2 separate regions of the Danio rerio genome follow, and region 1 is linked to region 2. A link is a contact called in public Hi-C data. All regions are on one chromosome and are shown on one strand. Each heading gives the region's core, a stretch centred on a gene start, on an enhancer-like site or on the middle of the called end of the contact. The rest is flanking DNA. Distances are from core to core; before and after follow the strand shown.

Region 1 (5,868 bases), core at 2,262-4,761, 250 kb after region 2:
GGCAGTTACTTTCAGTGAGCAAAATGAGTTCACTTGAGTATTGTGTAAATCAATGTAGTCCATGTATTTTTACAGCAACATACTGTAAAATAACAGTACATTGCTGGCAACTGCAGCTGCCAGTATTTTACTGTTTTTAACGGGACAATTTTTAACAGTGCTGCCAGAGAGGTCGCAGAGTGAAATGACTTCCTTTAAAGGCACTTTGCTTTATCTGGTAAATCAGACTGGTTTAAGAGGGATTTTGACCACTTTTAGTGCGGTCTTACCTGGTCAAGCTGGTTTTAGCAGGTCTTTCCATCTGTCTTCCAGCTTGAACGAGCCAAGACCAGCCTAAGAGTGACTAAACCAGCCTGGAAATGGTCAAAACCCCTCTAAAACCCTCTTAAGTTGTTTGTTTTAAGTTGGTTTAAGCTGTTTGTTAATGTGCCACATGACACATTAAGCCTCTCTGCACTGGACCTCTTTGTGCTTTGGAGACATATTTTTTCTCTCTAAAATGTTTCTTATTGCCTACATAGTGCACTACTTTGCAATTGCCAGTTTTTAATATTAGATTTGCAAGACGTCTTTTTTCGCTAAGTGGCCTTATGTCAATGAGACACAGGTCGGATAACAGCCAAATAAATGTTAAGGTAGATGACAATTTTGCAATGCAATAATGTTCTTTATTAAAGCTTGTTTTGGGTAAAATAATAATAATAATAATAATATTAATAATAATAATAATAATAATAATAATAATAATAATAATAATAATAATAATAATAATAATAATAAATTATTAGTTTGTGCTTTAAACACTTTAATATAACATTTTAATTCAATGTAAATCTAACAATACTCAAATACCATTCACATTATAGCTTAAAATCAGCCTATTATTTGACATTTCTTAGTGTCCCATAATTTCCATAATTGATCTTATATCATATATCATTATATCTTATATTATATGTCAATAATCAGTACTTTACAAATCGTATTTTGAAGATTTAAGACATTTGCTCATTAATGTGATTACACAGGGTGTACCTTTTTTCTCAGCAGCCAATAACAATAACGTAGTGGGTTTTTTTTTTTTTTTTTTTTCACATAAACTAAAATATTATTCACATGCAATTATAGATGTATGTATAGATCGTACAAGACATTTTAGCCAAATCAAAAATATTGTATCTATAAGTAATTTGTCAATAAAAAGTTTAAGCAACAATTTGTGAAACACATCACGCACATGCTGTTTGGGTTTGAAGCATTGCTGCTGGTTCTTAGCTGGTCCTGTTTTGGTTTAAGCCTGCCTTATCTTACAAGAATCTTTCTCTATTTTACATATTGGCAGAAATTTATATAATACATAACATATATTCTTATAAAAAAAAACGTATGATTTTTAAATTGAGGTTTTATAAACTCCACCCCTCAATCCAATTGTAATTGGGCATGGGCAATCATACTAAAATGTACAAATTAAATTGTCCAAAGTTACACAAGTTAACCATTAAATCAAAAAGTCCCAAATTGCTGTGATATGTCTTGCTTAAGCTCCTGCATATGACCCAGTTTATGAAATCACCTAAAGACCAACTAAAAACCAGTTTAGTACAGCTTAAACCTTCAGCCATTCTTCATAAGACATTTAACCATAGGAGAAATGGTCATGCCCAACTGAGCCTGGTTTCTCTCGAGGTTTTTTAAATCTTCACTTTCGCAAATTGGTGAAGTTTTATCCTCGCCGCTGTCGCCACTGGCTTGCATGGTTCGGGACCTGCAGAGCTGCACATAAATGGATTTGCTCTTCAGTGTTTGGACTCTCAGCAGTGATTATTAAACCACACTGAACTGAGCAAAACTGAACTGAACTGAGCTAAACTAAACAACTTAAACAATGAAAACTAGACTTTCAATCTACTATGATCTTCTGTGTAAAGCTGCTTTGACACAATCTAAATTGTAAAAGCACTATACAAATAAAGGTGAATTGAATTGAATAACATTCCTATAAACAGTGTATGCTGTTTTACAAGGTTTTTAAAACCCAAAAAGAACCCCCCACCCAACCTAATTTTTTAGACGTTTAAGCCAGAAAAAGTATTCTGAATTCAGGACATCAGCAGCAGAAAACTAGAAGCTTCTGCATCATTTTTTAAATTAATTTAAATTTAATAACTGTAAGGAAGGGTGAAGCTCCTCATCTAACAGACAATCTCATATTTGTTTTAATATTAGCAACCTGTCGCAGTTTATTATTCAATTTGGTGCTTGAAATGCATCTGATAAATGTAGAAAAAAAAGCTCAGAGCTCCAGCACTCTATTAAATTTGTTTCATAAACCATGCTGCATTCCCACTCTTCAGACAGAACACCATGAGAATAGAGAAAAGGGAGACATTAGGGGTGGAGTCAGCTGGAGAGATAGAGATTAATGATAATTTATGTGCTGAACATCCTGTGATGACCTCAGCCCCCTGCCTTCCTCACTATTCCTTTCAGTCATCCATCCCCCAACCCCAACTCCAAATCTTATTACAATTTTCCAGCAAACTGAGCAGGTTTACATGCACACCAAAATGCATATAATTCAGAAAAAAAATCTGTTCATTGACTATTCAATTAAAATTTATTGCCATTGCATGTTACCGTACAATAAATGCAATGAATGAGTGCAACGAAATACATTTACCTTCTAACCAGAAGTGCATTGGGTAGCAGTGCATATATATACATTAACCGGCCACTTTATTAGGCACACCTTACTAGCACCAGGTTGTACACATGTATACATCAATAAACCAACAAAATGCAGGGTAATGGGTTAAATTGATGTAAGAGGCAAAAACCTAGCTGTGATGATTGGTGGATGATCCACCGCTCAAATCTTTCTACAAGATCTTGGTTGTAGGTTGTAGCACTTTCATTAATGCTGCACATTTGTATAATTCTCTGTGAAAGCATCTGAATCTATGGTATATTTATCCCCTTCCGCTGCAGTGTTTGCTCTGTCTGGCTGTGCTTAAATAAATAGTATGACATTTGCACACTTCAATAAACCAATAGGAAACCTTTTTTTTTTCTTTTTTCATTTATATGCAAGCGAAATATATGAGATATGATCTAATGTTGACTATCGGGTTATGCTTAAGCCAATTATGACAAAGGGAAACACATTTTTAATATTAACACTTTTGCATATTGAGCACTGTCGGCTTATTGAGCATTTTCAGATTAAGAATGTGCATTTAAACGCACTCAGTGACAGCTTCAGACGTAATCCTCTCTTTTTCGCTGTAGCAGACGAAAAACAAATAGACAAAAAGTGAGAACGAAGAAGAAAGTGACCAGCCTTTTTGTTCTTCGTATCAAACAGGGCAAACAAAAAGATGAAAACAAGAGCACAGAGTGTGATGAATGGTTTTCACAGGCACATCTGGCCTGGGCTGTGCACGCCGTGTGAGCTGTGGGAAAGAGCGTTCCAGCTAATCCATGCACAGTCACGCTGGGAGTCTACTAGAGACACAGCTGCCTTAGTCAACAACTGGTTTCCTGATTTTTCTTGAACCACACCTGACTCCATGCTAAGAGTGGTGAAGGAGCCATAAAGACTGGCATACAGATCTCTGCCAACTTCTGTTAAACTGTGTGGGAGTGGGGGAGGGGGTGCTAAAATAAAATACAGAGGGATTTTTGAGACAGAAATATTCAGTACCAGATGTGGAAAAAATCTATTGCTTTTAAAACATTGTAATTTTCAGTAGTTTAGAAATATTGACTTTTAAATTTTTATAATTGTTTTTTTTTTTTTTGTGTACTATGGTTGTGTTTATTCAACACTGTAAAAATAAATACTGTGGAAATATGAATATTTCTTGAATATTTTCTAATAAAAAATTAGCATCAAATCTTCATATTAAAAGCTGGAGTATTGACAAGAAAGAAAATACAACTTTTCAATGTAAACTGGTGGAAAAAGTATAAAAGAAATCATACTTAAGTAACCATTACTTGTAATCATACTACAAGTACCATTGCTTGCATAAAATGTAGTCCAAGTAGAGTAAAAGTATCTGTTGTAAATATTATTCCAGCCAATATCTTAAACCAATGTCATATTGACATCAAATATTGCCATTTATTTGTCAGGTATGGCAACCAAAATCTAACATCTGGTAAACATCATAACGTCTGGTAAAAATCTACACAACGTCAAGCTCTAACATCATTAGACGTTGAAATTTGGTTGATTTTTGGTTGGACATTGGACATTTAGGTCGGCCTTAGGTTGGGTTCTGATGTCAACCTAATTTTCATTTCCAAACAAAATGCAATGTCCTACGACGTTGAGTGCAATGTCAATCTGATGTCATGACAACATTTTGGTCATCATACAGTAAACATCCGTCATCTTCTCATCAGTGACATGGATCTAAACAGTCTCTGGGTCAATGCGTGTAAAGGTTTTAGACATCTTCTTGGACACTTTTATTGCTTCCAAACAGTTAGTTGCAATTATAAATTGCCTATGTCTTGAGGTAGTTCATTATGATGCTTTTTACCTTCTATGTTCAATTTGATTAGGCAGGAATCATAAAACTGAAGAAAAAAAAAAGTAGTGACAGCAGGTCCATGAGTGCCCAAACTTGGTCCTGGAGGGCCGGTGTCCAGCATAGATTAGCTCCAACTTCCTTCAACACAGTTGCCTGGAAGTTTCTAGTATAGTTAGAAAGACCTTGATTAGCTGGTTCCGGTGTGTCTAAATGGGGTTGGAACTAAAATATGCAGCACACCGGCCCTTCAGGACCGAGTTTGGGCACTTGTAAGTGCAGAAGAAACTAAACCACTTACTTACTTGCTAAACTGTTGTCAGACAACAAAGTAATCACATTTAAATACTAGACAAGATCTGAAACATGGGCTAAGGCATGGATGTGTCCACAATTTATGCTACGACCTAAGTTACACTATAGAGAAAGACCGCAACAGACATAAATGGCCTGTATTCACAGAGAAGAACCAAGTCTTCACACTCAAAAAAGGTGGGAACAACAACCAAACAAAACTAAATAATATTATGAACAGAAATCAAAAGGGAAGCAAAAACAGAAGGATATTAACTTTAGCAAAGTCAAAATATAACAGATCTAACTTTATTTTGAAACTGTCTTACTAAACTGCATCCCTAAACTAACATAAACAGAAGAAAATTAGTCATGCAAAACAAAAAAGGAACCTACTTTCCTTCTACCAAAACACAAAAGACATAAAAATGAACATAATCTTTACTGCTAAAAAGCACCTCAAAGTAACACTCACTTCTCTTTTGGTAAGGTCTCAATCTAGAAGTAAACAAGGAGACAAAAAGGAGCAAAGCACTTCTTCAATGGTCTCCACACAACTGAGAGCAAGTTACACCAAATCATCAAATCAAAGCCCAGTTCACAATGGGTGAATTTAAAATTTGGTTATTTTTAGACCTGTTTTGGAAATGCTGAAACCCAGGAAGCAAAGAATACTGGCCCAGATTTGGCAGTTATCCGGCGGCATACAGTATGTGGGCCAAACATGGCCCTGTTTTGACAGAGGTGACACTGTCTTTAAGGCGGCACACACGATTTGGCCCAGATGTAAGTTTGGCCTGTCATGACCCATAATTTTTGAGAAAAGCAAAAAAAAAATCTACCAATCAGGTCGCTTTGAGAAAAAGCACATCTATAGTGTGCCTAAAGCACAATGCTTAATGAGTTTATCAATTTCCTTGCAATCAAGACACACTAACCTATCTGGCCCAGTTCAGACCCAGTTATGGGTTATAAACTTGGGTGTGACTTGACCCAGGCATGGATCCATGTTTGGTCCTTGTCTGGAAGCCAG
Region 2 (5,809 bases), core at 911-3,410:
TCTGCAGTTGAATAAATGAAAAGAAATGCAATTATTATTATTATTATTATTAATAATAATAATAATAAAATGCTCAGCAATTTAATTATTTTTTTACCAATTATTATTATTACTACTATTATTATTATTATTATTCACAGTTAATTTTATTAATAATAAAAAAAGGTATTTTTGTTCATTTTTAATATAATGTATTCAGTTGAGCCCGAAAATGGCTAAATAAACTAAACAAGCTTACTAAAGGCATGTTCGACAGAGCAATGTGTGATGGGCCTCTTCTTATTCTGACAGTGTAATTAGCTTTGAAAACGGGCTCATCAAAACACGGCAGCGCCATCCGGGCAGATGTGGGTTCAAAATGGGTGGATGCCAAGACTCTTTAGTGAAGGAAAATAAATCAGATTGATTATTTAGCATTCATTTACAATTCATTTATGCATTTCTTGCATATTATTGCTTTCTACAATGCTACATTAAGCAGTTTAACCACACAGTACCTTGTCTCTCCTGATTTGGTCCTGTATGTGCTCTTATAAAAGCCATGGAAGCCATCACTCAACGGTGCGCCAAACTCCAGATACAAGAAATATTTTTCCCCGGAAGTGAGGATCTTTGGGGAGAAGATGGCGATCTGCTCGTGTAGAGGATACTCAAGAACAGACAGTGTTTTTTCTGACAGATGGGCTTCATGCTCGTCTAAAACAGTGGCGGTGTAGATCTTCAGGTTCTTGCTGTGCAGCACCACCCAGTTTGTGTTGTTTTTCACATCGATTTCAATCTTGACGGATCCAGTGAAGCTCAGTGTGGTCAGATTGGGATGGATGAGAAGATGATAGTGTACTGGCACTATGTAGTTTGGCAGACGCACTTTACTCCATGGGAAAGGAAGGCCGTCTGTGGCTAGGTTATCACCAGTTGGACTGTTGCTTTCAGAGGACTGGACATAACAGAGTGACTCCAAAAACAGCAAGATTAAAAACAGCAGATGCATCATGAAAAATAATTTGTAGTCAATGTTTGGTTTAGATACTTATGGTTGGATGGCTGTCACTGTAACCTGTGGAGACAAAGGTGAAGCTGATGATCACATAATGTGTAAATAATTAAAGTGTTCATTTCATTTGTTTAACTAGATAATAACTATAAGGCCAGCCAGAATCTTTGAATATATATATATATATATATATATATATATATATATATATATATATATATATACATTTTCCTGCACAAACTCCACAAAAAGCCTGCATGAGTTAATGTTAGTAATGCTTTTTTTGACAAAAACAATATGTTTATTACAGTACTTATTCTTCATTGTTCATTGATGTAAGTAAATGAATTGTTAGTTAATGAAAATAAATGTGTTTATTGCTGGTCCTTGTTAACCTGCAGGTACTAACTGTTGAAATTAACAATAAATATAAATTATAAATGCTGTACAGATATTGGTCATTTATGTATTTACTAACAAGAACTAGAGACTAACAATACAACTGTGAGTTTATTGCATTCCAATATTTATTTATTCATCTGGGGTCACCACCGTATAATAAACCAACTTAACATTTGTTTTACCCAGTGGATGCCTTTAAAATCTGTACTAATTGACTAGTTTAATGGCAAAGTAGCATAACACATAACAAAACAATTAGCCTACCTAGCCTAAAAAAAATAAATTATCCATAGGCTAGACTGATACTAGCACATTAATTAGAAAGTAAACACATTACATTATACACTAATTTAACAAATTCTGCCTCTGGTTTGCTAAATGAGAACGTTCAAATACACATTTTATCATAACATTAGTTGAGAATATGAAAATGTGTCATATAAAGCACTGTAAACATCCTAGCAAATGTTAGAATGACAACATCTCTACTTAAAACAAAGACAACAACACGCATGGTAGTGCTGCGCTCTCTGTTGACCTCAGCAATGTGAGAGAGCATGTTCACGGTGTACATCGACATCTACTGTATACAGATTACAGTGCAAGCTAGCTGTACGTTTGTGACACTATGATGTGGTGTCTATGCAATAGAACAACAAGTATCTACTAACAGCGTCAGTGAATAACAATGTTCATTTTAACCGCTGTTTTAACCGTGTTAATGTCTTTACCTGAATTTCAGCTGGATCATTGAGTCGATGCTTTCATTTTCCCTTTCACTTGTCCTGCCCACAGTTCCTGGTTCGCAGCACCAGCGGCAGTGGATGGCATATACATACACTGTCAGACTCAGACTGAGTGTCTGCATTCAGCGTACAATACGAGCCAGAGAACACAGGACTGACCTCCAGCCATCAACGCGGACAAACAGACAGGTCATGCTCGAGAAGTAAACACGCCAGCTCACTGCTGCCACACTAAAACACTGCGGATTCTTTTGACATTTTGTTTTAAAAACAGTAAGCTACACAGTACTGTATACTGTAGCCTTTTTATATGACAACAACGATTATTATTATTATTATCACTCACTACCCCTCTGTCCCTGATTTAATATTATTATTATTATTATTATTATTATTATTATTATTATTATTAGGCTATTATTAGTAGTAGCAGTATTTGTTGTTGTCTGTGTCTTAACCTCGTTTTACTGAAATTAAAATTAATAAAATAAATGTTATAATGCACGTTCCAAGTATAGTTATTCTTGCAATTCTTGCTTTATTATGCAAAAGAAACACCTAGATGTACATTATGGCACTGTAGATGGCTACTTTTCACAAAACTAAACAATAAGACACAAAACATTGTAACCCAGGCTTATTCTGATTACGTACTGCTGGAGAGAGCAGAATACGTCCAGAAGACCTAAGTTTTTTTTTTTTTTTTTTTTTTTTTTTTGCAGTTTTTGTTTTCATGAATCCACCAGAGGCCACTGTGTGCGCTTTTTTTAGATCCCAATTTTTTCTCATGAGGGCCATTCGCTCTTGCTGTTCTCACATAAATCCACCAGAGGCTGCTGTTGACTGACTGACTTACTGACTCACCAACTGACCGATCTTTTCTGGAACCGTTCTTCACCAGACTCGAACCCCGTCATCGCGGTCAACTCCAATCTGTGTCTCAAATCCACCAATGAACTACATGTGGAGCTACCAGACAAACTGGTAAAAGTAGGCAAAGCCATCTATACGGAGGTAAACGGTTAGCTGGTAATCGGGAAAAGAAACGATGTCATACCGCCTTGTAGCATTCGTTTTAAAGATGTAATGCAGCCATACATAGCTCTGGCTACATATTTCACGATAATCAGAAATGTATATATAGGGCTACATTTTCAGAATTTGCCTATGTTGAAACATTAAATTGAGTAGTAATAATTTATTAACTATTTATTTAAATTTAAGACTGACAAAAACAGTAAAGGCTGAATTTATTAATGTAAGGATTATTCAGTTGCAAAAACAGTGGCTTTAAATATAAACATAAAAGTATGTGTATGAATAAATTCACATGGTCAACATGATTTGAAGTAAACCCTACGTTTTTTTTTTTCCCTTTTTTTGACAGTTTGGTTTCATCTTGTAAATGAATAATACGTAGGTTAGTATGCTTTAAGGTACGCTAGGCTGTCTGAACCATGCCAAGGTATGTTTGACCCCTATTTCCCAGTTTGTTTGACAAATGCAAGTGCTCCGAATTGTGCCCAGGTGTGGTTCAGTTGGCCGGCCTTGGCCCAGTTGGTCTGAAGTGTGGTTCGGTTGGGCTCGGGTGCGGTACGCTTGTAGTGTGAGTGCAAAGTGCGTCTGAACGCGAAACTGAAGTCATTACATCCCATTTAAGGGACAGTTTCACATGGATTTATTAATTCTTACATTACAATGAATTTGATCTGTCATAGTTTATCAAAGACGCAACCCGTAACCCTGTTATGCAACCCGACTGAATAAATAATGTACAAGTTAGTGTATGACCCATTTGCTGTTTTGTTTCTGTCAACTTTCATTTGGATAAAATAATTAACCATTATGACTCAGAACAATATTTTGTGTCTAATTTTTACGTTTTGTGGCAAGTAGCAATGTAATAATAGGGATTAAGTATAAATATGAACATAATATATATATAAAATCCTAAAATATTACCATATATTTATCTAAATAATAACATGACTACTAAATAAAGTTAAATAATAATGCTAAATACTTATGAAACAAAGTTACTGATCTGCCATAGCCAAACTAGCGAACATTGCATTTATCACATAATGGGTGATTATTGTTAAAATTAATAATAAAACTGTAAATGACTGTGTCATTAATAATAATTGTTTTGTATAATTTTAGGGTAGGATGTAAGGCTTAGTGGTAAACTTGACTCAAGCTATTTTTCATCATAAGAATCAAATGACTTGCAAAAAAAATGTCCAATTAATGCTGCAACTTTTGTTTTATGTCAAAGACACTTCAAATTCATCCAGATGTACAAAGCAGAAGGTAGAGCCGTTGGTGTTGATATTATCTGTCTTTCTCTAACCACAGACAAAACCAACAAAGAACAGGTGTGAATTTTTGGAAACACACTCTCACATTCTCATTTATAGTAATTAGAATGTTTCAGATTAGAAAGAACATCTTGTTTTATAAAACTTCACCATTTGTCGAACAAATATTCTGAAACTGAAATAATGATGCAACTCAGGAGGAGACAGTGAGCAAACTGCATACTCCTTCAAAAGGCTTTATGCTGCAAGTGAGTTATTTTACCCCATGAATGAAACCTGATGCCAAAATAAGTGTATAAGCGTGTTGAGCAGCAGCAGTACAGGTCTTTGTGCTCTCGTTTTAGCACAGACATACAGTGTTTTGGCACAGCTCCCCTGAGAGCAACACAGCTATGGAAAGATTCCATGGCGGGTGTGAAATCACATGACTGAAACTTGATAATCCCTTTCATTGCCCGTCTGAACTCATACAGTCAAACAACATCACCATGCTGCCTACCCTCCTCATCACCATGATTTTCACAAGTAAGTTGCAGAGTTTATAAGGAAGCTAGCATAATTGCTAAAGACACTTGAATCATGTTCAGTTCAGTTTATCTTTATTCCATAGCACTTTTCACAATACAGATTGTGTCAAAGCAAGTTAACATAGATGAAAAACATACTGAATTGCTAATAACAGAGCATTTTTTGCTATTTTTGTATTTATATACAAGCTATTTTACCATTCACAAATATGGTGCTTGGGATTTCTTTCATGTTTTGAAAAAGAGTTTCTATGTATATTTAATCAAAAACATAATAGAAATTGCAATATTGTGACATTTTATTTAATTTAAGTGATGTTTAATTGTTCATGTGATGAAAGGTTTCATTTTCAGCATCATTACTCCAGGCTTCAGTGCCACGTGATTCCTCAAAAATCATTCTAATATGCTGAAATGATGCTCAAGAAACATTTATAATTATTATTATAGGTAGGGGGAGGTAGGGGGAATATGGGGTAAATGGGAAGTCCCCAAAACAGCAAACAAAGCACAAGTGTGTGTTGTGTTTAAAATTTCCCATCCTTTTCTAATGTCAGTCATTTTTCTGACCATGGAGGTGCTAAGCTTTACTTTTTTACCACTGAGAGCAGTGTTTTTCAACCACGTTCCTGGAGGACCACCAACACTGCATGTTTTGAATATTTCTCTGTCTCCTCTAATGAGCTGATGATCCAAATTAGGTGTGTTTGGTTAAAGAGACACAGAAAATGTGCAGAGTTGGTGGTCCTTCAGAAATGTAGTTGAGAAACACTGCTTTAAGGTAACTTAAAATCTAAAAATGTAGACACTAAGTAATGC

Evidence for each region. Hi-C and Micro-C count contacts between places; a contact is called where the count stands out from the background.
Region 1: a contact with region 2 is called in a Hi-C map of embryo, with 3 times the contacts expected there. The contact joins the enhancer-like site here to the promoter of erap2 in region 2. A contact is called at or near these places in 8 of 18 Hi-C or Micro-C datasets (caudal fin, embryo, hematopoietic stem cells and 2 more) and 1 of 4 datasets of contacts at active chromatin or transcription factors (caudal fin).

The regions. Positions count from the first base shown.
Region 1 is chr5:56,606,255-56,612,122 of GRCz12tu, forward strand. No RefSeq gene overlaps it. Among named protein-coding and RNA genes, the nearest start is that of trnap-ugg, 8.7 kb to the right of the region's middle. Within about 2 kb of position 3,512, at least 7 of the 62 cell types and tissues checked have an H3K27ac peak or open chromatin away from gene starts, as enhancers often do.
Region 2 is chr5:56,356,502-56,362,310 of GRCz12tu, forward strand. It overlaps erap2 (endoplasmic reticulum aminopeptidase 2), which reads right to left and starts at 2,161. Exons shown (of 19, transcript NM_001123052.1): 1 at 2,128-2,161; 2 at 498-1,057; 3 at 239-377. The coding sequence starts at 994.